Regions from separate parts of the Mus musculus genome. Here regions 1 and 3 are each linked to region 2. The links are chromatin contacts, called in public promoter capture Hi-C maps. All regions are on one chromosome and are shown on one strand. Each heading gives the region's core, a stretch centred on a gene start, on an enhancer-like site or on the middle of the called end of the contact. The rest is flanking DNA. Distances are from core to core; before and after follow the strand shown.

Evidence for each region. Capture Hi-C pulls out chosen DNA fragments and counts their contacts.
Region 1: a promoter capture Hi-C map of liver shows a contact between it and region 2, with 2.9 times the contacts expected there. The contact joins two enhancer-like sites. A contact is called at or near these places in 1 of 39 promoter capture datasets (cranial neural crest) and 1 of 9 other capture datasets (liver).
Region 3: a promoter capture Hi-C map of liver shows a contact between it and region 2, with 3 times the contacts expected there. The contact joins two enhancer-like sites. A contact is called at or near these places in 1 of 115 datasets of contacts at active chromatin or transcription factors (stem cell-derived neural progenitor cells) and 1 of 9 other capture datasets (liver).

The regions. Positions count from the first base shown.
Region 1 is chr14:17,696,056-17,700,270 of GRCm38.p6, forward strand. All of the region lies in intron 1 of Thrb (thyroid hormone receptor beta), which reads left to right. Among named protein-coding and RNA genes, the nearest start is that of Thrb, 37 kb to the left of the region's middle. Within about 2 kb of position 2,361, at least 14 of the 459 cell types and tissues checked have an H3K27ac peak or open chromatin away from gene starts, as enhancers often do. A contact at or near this core is called in liver, where this site is marked.
Region 2 is chr14:18,887,058-18,891,227 of GRCm38.p6, forward strand. It overlaps Ube2e2 (ubiquitin-conjugating enzyme E2E 2), which reads right to left. Exons shown (of 6, transcript NM_144839.2): 2 at 1,209-1,392. The coding sequence starts at 1,384. Among named protein-coding and RNA genes, the nearest start is that of Ube2e2, 4.6 kb to the right of the region's middle. Within about 2 kb of position 2,719, at least 6 of the 459 cell types and tissues checked have an H3K27ac peak or open chromatin away from gene starts, as enhancers often do. A contact at or near this core is called in liver, where this site is marked.
Region 3 is chr14:17,843,882-17,848,231 of GRCm38.p6, forward strand. The region is part of intron 2 of Thrb (thyroid hormone receptor beta); the gene reads left to right. Among named protein-coding and RNA genes, the nearest start is that of Thrb, 190 kb to the left of the region's middle. Within about 2 kb of position 2,145, at least 23 of the 459 cell types and tissues checked have an H3K27ac peak or open chromatin away from gene starts, as enhancers often do. A contact at or near this core is called in liver, where this site is marked.

The sequences.
Region 1 (4,215 bases), core at 1,111-3,610, 1.2 Mb before region 2:
GAGAAGAGTTGGAGGAAGAGATTCAATTAGTATAAGCTCTCCAAGTGGATATGTCAGGTAGCTGGGATCTGAAGGTCTGAGTCATATCCCAGACCAGAGACAGAACAAACCAAAGCACAGTGGATCCATTTGCAATAAAAGAGTCAGTATTTAGAATCCCCCTCACCCCAGGTGGTGAAACAATGTAAGAGCCTACCTTTGTCAGAGGGGAGGTAGATGCAGTTATATATTGTTACCACACAGACCTTTGAACCATTCTCTGTTTACTACTTGAACGGCTACAACTAGTCTACATGTGGATGTCGGAGGCTGAGACCCGAGAGGAAGAAGCAAGGGCCAATCCTCTGTTGGTGCTTGAAGGCTGGCTGCAGTGCTGTGCTGGTTCCTAGGCAGAGGGGAGTGGGAACACCTCTCTTTCAAATGTCTGCTGCCTCTGTAGTGTTTCTCTTCTGTTGTCATGATAAAAACACCCTGACAGAAAGAGACATAAAGGGGGGGGGGGGTATTTGACTTACAATTCTAGGTCACAGTTCATTATTTTGGAGAAAATAAGGCAGGAACTCAAGACGCTAGTCAGATCACATCCACACTCAAAAGCAAATGGAAAAATAAATGTATCCCTGCTTACTGCCCATACTCTTCCAGAGTCCAGAGTCCCTGCCTAGTGCCTGTGCACAATGGGCTGGGTCTTTATTTCCAGGTCAATTACCAATCAAGACAATCCCCACAGAAATGGCCACAGACAAACCTGATTTCTAAACTGAGACTTTATTCCTAGTTGATTCTAGATTTCAACAAGTTTACATTGACAACTAACCATCACAAGTAGACATTTCTTATAGGTAAAGAGCAGAAATGATACCTGTAAGCTGCGTAGGCCACTGCCTGGAAGCTCATGCTGAGACCTTTTCCGCAGCAAGACTCCCCCTGCCATTCCTATCTCAGCTGCACACATCTCCAGCACCCTCCCAGCACCCTGCCTACCTCCACTGGGAGAGGACAATGGGAAGATAAGAAAGGCAGTAAGAGACTTAAGGACCAGGTTGAGGGTAGTGAGAACATACTGGATACAAACTCTGAGGGAGTCCCAAGTGAGTAAGTAATTAAGACAAATATTTCAATGCATTCTTTTAAAAACTGAAACCAAAGTACAAGAGATCCATGACAATGGAATACTTATTTTTAATGAAGTCAGAATTGGTCTTTGCCAATCTACCCTGACCTCAAGCTCAGTTACTTAGTGGAACACTGAGATCTGGCCCCCAAGTTACCTCATTTTTCTCAGAGTCAATACTTGTCATCAGCCCTACATAATTCAGGCATTTCTAGATGTTAAGTACTCCAGAATGTGACCTAATCCCAGGGTTCTGGGTACACTGAGCTTGGGGCTTGAGGGTTTGGTCAACCCACTTAAAACAAAGTTCCCAGCTTTCCCCACCTTCATAAACCTGGAACTGTTGTACAAGTACCAAATGAAGCTGGTATTTAAAAGTCTGTTTCAGATTCAGGTGCTGGAGTCTGACACCCCTTACCAACTCGCAGAGAGTTTCATATGCAGCAGGGACAGAGAGCCCAGCACAGCCATTCTGAGTGAGAGCTGATTGCTCTGCATGAGCCTGTAAGCTGCCAATGAGACTCTCTGGTCACGAGAGAGAAGACGAGCAGAGGTCTCCGTATCCCCAGAGCTGCCTTAAGGTTTTCACTTAGAAAGCTAAAGGTAGGTCAGGTGGCTCCTGGCTTTGGCTCCTTCACCCCAAAGTAAATTTTTTTCCAGTAGAAACTACAGGGAAGTTTAAACATTGTGAGCAGGTGGATACTGAACACTCAAGTGGCAGCTGTCTCTCCATCGGTCAGATTTGTCTTGAAGATATTCCTTAGGGTCATGGAATACCACATAATTTTTAATTATGCTATTTGGATATGTTTTAATTAAAGAAGAAAATTGTCCTAATCTTAAGAGTATTTTGACATGTTCATTTGCACTCCTGGATAACTGGCCTCTGGGAACGGAGTAACCTAGTTTGGTCCTAAGCTGCCGCCACCAGGCATGACTGCTGTTATTGTCACTTTAAGATTGCAACATTGGTTTGGTGACCTTCATACCAGTCCACTGTAGAAACCTTAATCTCTCTTCGAGGGGAGGGCGGGGGGGGAAGTATGCCTGACAAAGATTGTCCTGTTGTTTGTTTGGGTTTTTGTTTTTTGTTTTTTGTTTTTTGTTTTGTTTTTTAAAAAACAAAAAGCAAACAAATTAAAAAAAAAAACAAAACAAAACGGTTTTCCATTTACCTGCACTTCAGAACACCTGGTTTAATTTGTCCAGGAGGATAAAGTTCACTATTGCACAACTCAGAAACTTACTTTCGAGTTTTTAGAGAAAATGAACAGAAGTGTCATACAGTGTACGTGGTGCAAGCCCTTGTCAATACATAGGTTGGGTCATTTTAAAGAGGAAAGTAGGGCATTTTACACATAACCTAGAACGTGTACCTAAAGGTACAGAGGGGCGAGGGCATCATTGTTCACCAGAATTATCTCCCAGACTTTGCCACTCATATCTGAATGCAGGACCACATCAGGACAAATAAGCTTTAAGGAGGTTTGCTGGTGTAAATACAAGTTCTGTTGTAATCCAGCAGGCCTATTACCCGGCCTTCTACAGGAACTCAGTACTTTATCCTTACTTCCCTTGAATTAATACTAATAATTTCCAGCTTATGAATATGTATCTAGTATCAGAGCTGTGCTTATGTAGTGGACCTCTGAGTCTGGACATGTGTGGGTGTGTGTACACGTATGTGTATGTGGACCACAGAAGCAGATATCAGGGGTCTTCCTCAATCACTCCTCATCTTAGTTTTTGAGATGAGGGTTCTCACTGAAACTGAAACTCAGCAATGTGGCTAGGCTAACTATCTAGAAAGCCTTACGGATCCCCTAGTCTGTGCTTTCCCAGTTTTCCTGTTGTGGAAGGGAGTGTGTGTGTGTGTGTGTGTGTGTGTGTGTGTGTGTGTGTGTTGTTTAAAGAATTAAGGTAAATTTTTAAACGGAAAAATATTGAAATCAAATTATGTCATTCTACTTGAAGGGATCTAATTCCCTTTCCCTCATCATTATAATTCATTACTAAGATTAATATTTGTGCAGAAAAATCTTGCCAGTGTATTGTTTTGTTTGAGTTAAGCTTTCCCTACAGGCCAAGTGTTTAGCTAAAAGATAAAATCAATATTCTTTAGATTGAGTCCATTAATTTGAAATGCCTTTGCACGTCTTCCAAAAACCTTTTGCCCAGATATGATGTCTGTAGACAAATATCTGCATAAAAAACTGATACTGACTCGGTTTTTGAGAAAGTTAAATATCCCACTGCAAGTTGGGGTTGTGGGACTAAACAATGGTCTATTACCAAGCAGGAAAAGTAAGTTAGGTTCTTTCTCAATGAGTTTAAGTTTGGCCCTGCAATCTGTCCTTGGGGTGGTCTCCAGCTTGGGACACTTGCATGGTCCTAGAGCTTTGTTGTCAAAATGCCAATTTCTGACAAATGTCAGGTAGATCTTGCTGGGAATTTTTTGCGTGGTATACTGCATTTCTAAGCCCACTGCCCTGGTTTCAGAAATGGGCCCTGCATATGGGAAGCCACAAAAGTGGCTGAGAGCAGATTTAATGAATGAAGACTCATTGCATGCTTTGTTCTGTGCCAGCTCAAACAGCTTGCTTAGCAGTCATGGTGACATCTACATGATTTCCAGCTCCATTTTCTTCTTTCTTTGCTTTGGGGACCAATTATATAGCCACCTTCTTGTACTTCTGTGACCTTCTTTTACTTCCTAGCACTCAAATCAAGAACTAACTCTGCCCCTGCCTCTGTTCTGACCACCTACTCTCTGCCTTCCTCCATCTCTTTTACGGCTGTCTTTGGGGTTATCCTCAATGCTTATTCTCTGGAATCTGAGCTCACACCTCCCTCCACACCTGTGTGGTCCCTCCTGTCACCCATTTCACCTGGTACACACTGTCCTTTGTTGTCATCTGCTGGTCTGCCTTCTCCTCTCTCTCCAAAGCCAGCAAGCAGTTGTCCTTTCTTCTCAGAAACAAATTTTCTGGATTCCAAAACTTTCTGTCTCTTGACCATTTTAATGTGCATTTTTGCCATTCAGTCTGTGCTTCCTGCAAACCTTTAAAGACCAAAGTGTTTATTTTCCTGTGTACTTTGTA
Region 2 (4,170 bases), core at 1,469-3,968:
GAAGTTGGAAGGACACACAGTTTTTGTTTTTATAGGAAAGGAGTTCCATAATTCCTATTATCCAATGGCTCATAAAGCTGTCATCCAACATTCGGAGAGTTTCCTGTACCTGAAGTTATGTGTAGTGAAAAGAATGTTAATGTTAATGTTAATGTTAAGCCCTACTTCTTATTTGGTATTTTTATTTTTTAAAATGTATTAAAGAGTATAAAATCACAAACAAACGTGAGTCCACTGAATATAATCTGCCTTTCAAATTATCTTCCAAGCACCAAGCTATGATGTAACCTTATCAAATCAGATTCCCTCTAAGCCCGCCGACATGCCAATCACTGTAAGTGGTTAAAGTAGTGATAGACCAACATCCAAGTACCTCTTTCAAGATCTTTCTGTCTTCTAGGGAAAGAAGAAATCTGCATCAGGAGCAACCCACCACCACTACCACCTAATGTAATGAACTCAAGATGCATTAATACTAGCATTTCTGACCTTACCAACAAGGAGATTAGATACTAAATTATCACTTAATAATTACTTCAACAGATTGTGTGTGTTCATGTGCATGTATGTGTTAGCCACAGAAGTTATCTCCCCTATCACTCCCTGTTTGTATTGGTTCAGTTTTCATTGTTGCTTAGACAGGATCTCTTCACTAAATCTGGAGCTCATTAACTGGACAAGATTTGATTGCCAATAAGCTATAATAATCCACCTGTGTCCAACACACACACACACACACACACACACACACACACACATACCACACACACCTCCTCTCAGAGCGCTGGGATTACAAATGTGCATACCATTCCCAGTTTTTATATGGGTGATGCTAATCTAAACTCAGCAACCAACACTGTTCTCACTAAGCCATCAGCCTCACTCCCCAGCCCCAGCCAAGAGATTCTCAATGCCAATTCTGTGTCATTGAGCATATATTCACAATCAAATAACCATAAATCAAATTATACGTTTATAATGTCCTACCCACATTTTCTATCAAGATATAAATATTTCAAAACACTACAAGTGCCAATTTTATAATATGCCATGACTTTAAAAAGGTTTCCACAATTAAAAAGCACATTTTTAAAAGACCACATCATATAAAAGGGGAGACAATCTATAAACCCTATGACCTTCAGTCCAGAAAATCAACTAAGTACAAGGAAGGAAATTCAAATGAAGTGCTAACAACGGCTGGCTACCTTTTGGCACTGGTTGACAGTTTCGCGGCTGTCTTGCTGGATATCTTCCCCTCCTTTTTCTTAGGCTGAACTTGTTCTCGATCAGGTTCCTGCTGAACGCTCTCCCGCTGATCTCCATCAGAACTTCCTCCACTAGTGCTTGGACTGTCATCAACTCTCTGCGCCTCAGTGGACATCTTAGATCCTGGATTAAAGAATGGCATGTCATTTATTCTGCTGTGGTAGGGACTACAACAAGGTATGTTCATAATGAAGAGAAACAGAGCCCATGAAACAAAAGAAGTATAATTAGGTATAAAAATGAGAATTGCCCATTTATAGAACAAATAACTCTGGGGTTTGCTAAAACCTCTCTTCTCTGCATTCATGGAAAATTTAGAAACAAATGTTGGTAGCAATTTTATTCACAAGGCAGAAAGTAAAAACAATTCAAATGTTCTCTAATTGACGGGTAAAGCATGGTGCATCCACATGACAATATACCTCAGGCACAGAAACAAATGAAGTCTGGCATCTGCAAGCTTCAGCAGAAAGATCTTGAATCTTTATGCTAAGTGAGCGAAGCCAGCCAGAAGGACCAGACTGTACAAGCTCATTTGTAAGGAATGTCTAGACAGGTACATGGTGGGAATGTAGAGACAGTACAGGAAAGTGTTTTCTAATGGGCAGAAAGTTTCTACTGAGTGATAATAATATTCTTAAATTAACTAGTGCTTATAGTAGAAAAGCCTCGGAGTTCTGCTTTGCTTTGTACTGCTGAGGACTCAACTCAGGATCTTGGCATGATAGGCAGGTGCTGCCATTGAGCTACCTGCAATCCCTAGGCTAAGTTATACCTTTTAAGATGGCAGCCTTGGGGCTGGAGGGGCATTTTGGACAGTGCACACTCAGCAAAGTTCAACCGCCAGCATTTACAAAAATGGAGGGGGTTACTTTTATAAGGTAAATTATATCTCAAAAGAACTGGCACAAGATAAACCAGAAGGGGTTGGAGAGAGAGTTCAGGGGTTATGAAAACTGGCTGCTCTTCCAGAGAGACTGGAATCAATTCCTAACACACACATGGTAACTCACAATGGGCTATAGCTCCAGTTCCAGGTGATATGACACCCTCTCTGGCCTCCCTCGGCACCCAGGCATATATATGGTGCACGACATACATGCAAACAAACATCGATACACAGAATATAAAATAAGTATTTTAAATAGGGGGGGGGGGGGAGAGAAAGGACTGAGAGCCTAATTTTTATAGGCACTGGGAGAAGCATTTTGGGCTCAGCTATGAGATGTCCAGACAGGTAAAGAGACCTGCAAAGTGTCCTGACAAGTCGGTGTAAAAAGGCACAGGGCTGAGAGAGAGTGGTACTGCCACGCTAATATCCAATCAATACATCCTTAGAGCTGAGCCAAGCTTAAAATCCTCTAAGCTGGGAAATTGTTTTAAGTAACCTTTGTGATAACAGAACAGAAACCATGTGATCCTAAATAAGAACTGAAGCTTAGGAGGGTGTGGGCTCTGATCCAGCTCGACTAGGCAACCATGTTGCACAACAGATAGAGAGTGTACCGAGACACTGAAGGATTCCTTTTTTCCCAGTCTGGAGGAAATCTCCCTAGAGGTTCAGAATTCACTTTGCTTTGAGTTCATGCTCCTGGAGCAGCTCTGATGACTAACTCAATTCCCGTAATACTTTGATACCTAGGTAGCCGTTATAACCTAGATAGTGACACAAAAATGCACTGAGAAATGGATAGCCCTTCTCCAATCTCATTGTATTATAATCAGCCCCAGGTTGGTCCTTACTATCACATCCTGTATGACCTAACAAGCTGACAGACCTAGAATGAAACTGACAAAAGTCATGTTCAGACTCTACAGGGCCTCAAGTCACCAGTAATCACTTTGAGTATCATATAGCTTCAGCTCAGACATGCTTTTGAAAAACGAGACTGCCTGTGACTAGAGTCATCACCACCACCAGCACTACCACCACCACCACCACCATCAAGGGTAAAACACACATACATGGGGAAGGGAAGAGATAAAGAGAAAGAGTTTTATCCAAAGTCCTCTTGAAAAGGATCCATTTTGGTTACTCTTAAATTAAGACTGAAATAAAACTGTTGTTGACATGGTCAAGAGCAAACTTCAGTACACACAAAAAACAGACACTTCAAATACAATTTATTATTATCATTACCTAGTTCAAAGGCATGACCCAGTACTTCTGATCAACATTCATCACCATCAGCTCATCCTAGAGTTTATTCAAAACCATGGTAGCTTTTCTAAATGCAGGCCTTTAACAGACTGAAAGTTTTCTATGAGAAGCTTATAAGACAAATATGCACAGCACAGTACTGGAAGAAGCAGGAAGCACAGCGATAAAGCATCAACAGACACTACATATGACATGACCATCCTCATCCCTAGTCCCTTTGTTCATGACATCCAGTAAGTCTGTCCAAATAGCTCTCACACACTCACAGGACATTGAGACTGCTCTCCCTCTCTCTTGTAAGTGGAGAGCATCATTCCCCACGGCTAAGACACCTTTTATGAGCAATAAAGTCACTTAACAGAATACCGAAATTTTATGTCTCTATGTTTCATGTCTAGCTCTAAAAGCCTGAGTATATTTCTTGGGTTTTCTTATTTGACTTTAACATTCTTATTATTGGATTTAATATTTGTATTCTTTCTCAGCTTGCTTCTTTGAGTTAAAATATATCTAAAGTTAAAAACCTTGTAAGTATGTGCTATATAGCATGCTAGCTAAGCAGGCTTATGTATAAGCAGGGAAACAGAAAGAAGCATTCTTAGGATTAGATGCTCTCAAGGTAGGGTACTGTGAGCAAACTTTTAAGAGATGTGAAATCAGTGAGAAATTGTTCTATGTATCCTAAACCTGAGGCAATCCATCACATGGCAAACACAAGAACTCTAGAAAAGTAGTTGCCT
Region 3 (4,350 bases), core at 895-3,394, 1.0 Mb before region 2:
GGGCCCCATCCCGAAGATATCTGATTCGTTATCACTCAGAAGCCATCAATTATCAACAACTTCTCACATGGGGGAAGAACTTCATGAATCCTTCTCAATCCTTGCTGAGGTTTTTATCTGGCTTGATTTCCTACACACAGTCACAACCATATCTGTATGCACAAAGCAGCAATGGAATTTTCTGGAACATACTGTTTTTCTTTAGATATCCACCAGCTCTGAATCACAATCTTTCTGCAATGATCTGAGTCTTAGAGACAGAAGGATAATAAAAGGATAATAAATATCCTGCTTAGAGCAGAGTACTCCACAGCCTCTTATTCTTTGCACGTTAACCAGTTATGGGTCTAGTTGCAAAAAGGAGTTTTTCTGATGAGGACTAAGAGATGCACTGATCTATGCATATGAAGATTAAAACTTAAGGGGTAGTTTATTTGGTATGCCACTTTACCAAAATAACAGTATTAGGTTTCTCTTTCTAGCCAGCCATGGTGGGCTAGCCCAGTTAATGGTGCCAGGCATGCAAGAGTTCTTCTGCCTTGTAGATCACACTTTAAATATAATTAGAAACACTTGGTTAGTTATTCTAATAACATGTATGCAGTTATTGCACTAGTGGCCATATCTCGCCAGGTCGGTCATTGCTGTAGCTTGCTTGAGTTCACAGCTGACTAAGACTGTTGATTACTTTATTAAGATCAACAGCTGATAAACAAGACTTGATGAAATTAAAAAAAAAGAGGTTTTACAGCAAAAGATACCACTATTCAAGTGAAGAGGCAGCCTACAAAATAGGGGTTGTAGGGGGACCCTCTACCAGTTATACATCTGTCAGAGGGTTAATGTCTAGAATATACAAAGAACTCAAAAATCTAAACACACACACACAAAAACCCCAAACCAATTTAAAAATAGAATATGCAACTAGATAGAGACTTGATAGATGAAATACAAATGGCTAAGAAATATTTTTTTAAATGCTGAACATCCTTAGCTGTCAATGAAATGCACATTGCAATTTTATCTTACCCCAGTCAGAATAGATAAAAGCAAGAAATCAAATGACAAAACAAACAAAAACCACTACAGTGCATGTAGGAAAGGGGACCACACTGACTTGCTGCAGATGAGAGTTACAGACTGATACAGCCAGGGGGAAATCTGGATGCAGATTCCGTACTAGAAATAGATCTACTGTATGATCCAGAGATCTTTCTAGATTTGGTTTTACAAGTGGGAGAGGAAGGCTATCAGAGGAGTCAGCTGCCTTACCAACTGAGTCTCCACAGGGCTTTTCCAGGTAGACTAGGGCAGCTAGAGCCTGGGGCTCTGTCGAGAGCATGTGCAAATGATACAGAGAGGCCATTCACATGTGCAGGGCTAGTCACGGCGGTGGGCTGCTCAACCCAAAGAATCTCTGTTTATCTACAGGCAGAAGGAATCTAGAATGCTCCTAACTGCTGTAAACCACAGAATTTAACTTCTTTGAGGATAATTTGCATGGTGTTCAGTTTCTTTCAAGCATCTTTTCTGGAAGTTGAGCACATTTTCTGTTAAACAGTAACCAGTGTGTGCTTTCCTATCTGTGGTAATGCAATAATTGCTATTTCATATCTAGGTTATTTTTTAAACCATATGATTTCCAGACCTACCAACCCAGTCTGTGCAAACAGCCCCAAGTAGGGCTGCCCATGCATAGCTCTCCTATGGAATTTAGTTTCATGAACGGCATTAGCATCCATCTTTCTAACTGGAGGATTAAGACACATACAATCTAGTAAAGAATATACTCATTTAAATCAAGTCAGGCCAAATAGTGTCTAGAGCCTTTTCTCTCAAGCACAACAGAGTCAGCCATGGGATAGCAGAATTGCTACAGTTTTATTCAACACTCACGTAGCAGTAGTCTCTATTTCCAGCTGTGTTGTGTGTGGCATGGTCACAGAGCAACTCATTAAGCCCCATGATGCTCCTAGAAATGGACAATAGATTCCTGCTCTATGGGTAGGGAAACCAAGACGAGGAGATTAAGCAATTGCTCCAGCCACAGGTTTGGCTCAATGTGTTGTTTACACTTCTTGAGAGGTTCTGTCCATGCTGACTCTTTCAACTTGTAAAATTCAAAGAAGCAAAGTTTACCCAGCACCTTATCTGTTGTGCAACTGCTAGGTGGGTAAATCAGCAACACCTTTGCCCTAGGAACTCTGAGCCTATCTGAGGAGACGGAGAGAGTAGTGGTTATAACACAACGTTAACACGAGCTCGGAAGCAACAGCTCTGCCTGTGCCAGTAGGATGAGGGTAGGAGAAGCATGGTCAGCCTTTCCAAATAAAAGGAGTGAGCAGGAATAAGAGTGTGGATGTGTATTCAAGCAAAGTACGTTTTAGAGTTGTCAGTGTGCCTGGTGGCAGAAGAATTGCATTGTGAAGGGCTGCAGGGGCCATGATCAGGTTGGGACAGAGTCATTTGGAGGCTGAAAAGTAGGACACTCCCTTGACCTAGTGGGAAGCAACTGAGGCTAGAGACACATAAGAGATATAAGAAACACCTTCAAGAAAGATTTGGCCTGGACATCAGCATCATAGTCTTCCCCCAAAAAAAGAAGGAGGAGGGAGGAAATTAACAAAGCTTGGTGACTGGAAACCAAGCATTTCAGAAAGCTTGAGAGGAAAATACAGAGTGAACTGTGTATAGCATGTGAGTGGGGGGTGTGGGGATTGAAAGAGAAAAATGGAGGAGGAAGGAATTAAGAGGAAGGGAAGAAGGAGGGAAAAAGGGGGCTGAGAGAAGAGGTCACAGATGGAAAAGAGGAGAGAGAGTGAAGCATGCTAGCACCTTTGGAAGATCCAAAGGCATTGTGTCATAGGAATGATGCCTTTGCCATCCTGGCTCTATGCACCCTCTGCTCAGCCTCTCTTGGTCAGCTCCAGTTTGGATCACTCACTAGCAGCCATGGTCATGACTCTGCTACAGCTGCAGAGATCTCCACTGGAGTAAACAAATCAGGGTGATGGGAGAGTTCCTTTTGGGGCGCTGCCTTGGCCTGCAGGCAGCTCGCAGATCTGGCACAACAGCAGAAACATACTAGCTCAAGACAGAAGTAAAGCAAATTAAAGCCATTGCCAGGCTTGCTTACAGGGAACAGGGGCCACTTCCAAAGCACTGCTTTTTCCCAGAATAAAATAGTATTTAAAAAGCCAAACACCTGACATTTACATTGACAATTATCAAGCCTCTATCTTGATGACCTTTAACCCAAGGACTCTTCCCAGCCATGAGGAACCTGAAGACTTGTTTCAAGCCAAATTATTATTTCCCTCGTGGCTGGCTAAAAGTAGCATAATTAGTGGAGAGAGCCATTTTACTCAGCAATTATGATTATAGCCATGCTGGGCCAGGAGGATAGTGAGCATTCTAATGGCTGTGGATAAGGTAGCACGTCAGGTGTTCGCTGCCCAGGAGCCTCCCGATGCTGGGAGTCCCATTTCAACAAGGGGTTGGGTTACGACACGCTTTGCTGGCTGCTTGCTGCAATACTGGCCTCCGGCAGCAGGCCAGAACGCTGAGAGGGAGCCCCTGGCCCTCCTGGAGAGAAGCATGGGCTATGAGCTAGCTGTCTGGGAGGAATAGCTTGTGGTCAGTCCTACCAGTCATGACAGCAGTCCAGTGTTGGCAAGCCAGGACAACTGAAATTCACTGCAAGAAAGTGTAACTGGGAGAGCACGGCTACACAAATACAGGACGTAACTGGCCTCCCAGAAGCTCACTGGGCTGGAAAGCCTCTATCCTGTGGAACCTGGAGGTTGGACTGAATGTAGAGATGTCTCAAAGTCATCTGAGCCCAGAGGACAGCAAGGTGAGCATCAATCTAGCCCTGTAATGCTCTCAATGCTGTTACAGTTAATGAGAGTCAAGCAATGTGTGTTCATCTGAAGGGCATGGACGGACATTAGTGGCCAGCCGCTTGGAGTTCTGGCATGCCCTTGATAAGGGTATGGTTCCACAAATGTACTGTCAATTCTCTATCTGAATCTTTAAAAAGACAGTATACATGTATGTATGTATGTATGTATGTGTGTATGTATTTATACACACACATATGTATATACATATATATCAAATTTCAAACCTTTCTATTGGCAGCTAGAAGAATCAGTTGTAATAAATGTATATAGTGTATAATGATGCATTTTCTAAACTTAAAAAATTTTGGAGAAGCATAAAAGGAAAATAAGGTATTTTCCTATTCTGAAATAAGATATTGAATTTGGTTGAGGATGGAAAACTATAATCATTCTTGGTAACGTATTTTCAGAGGTGTTCAGTAGTTACCAGATCTATGGGAAAGAC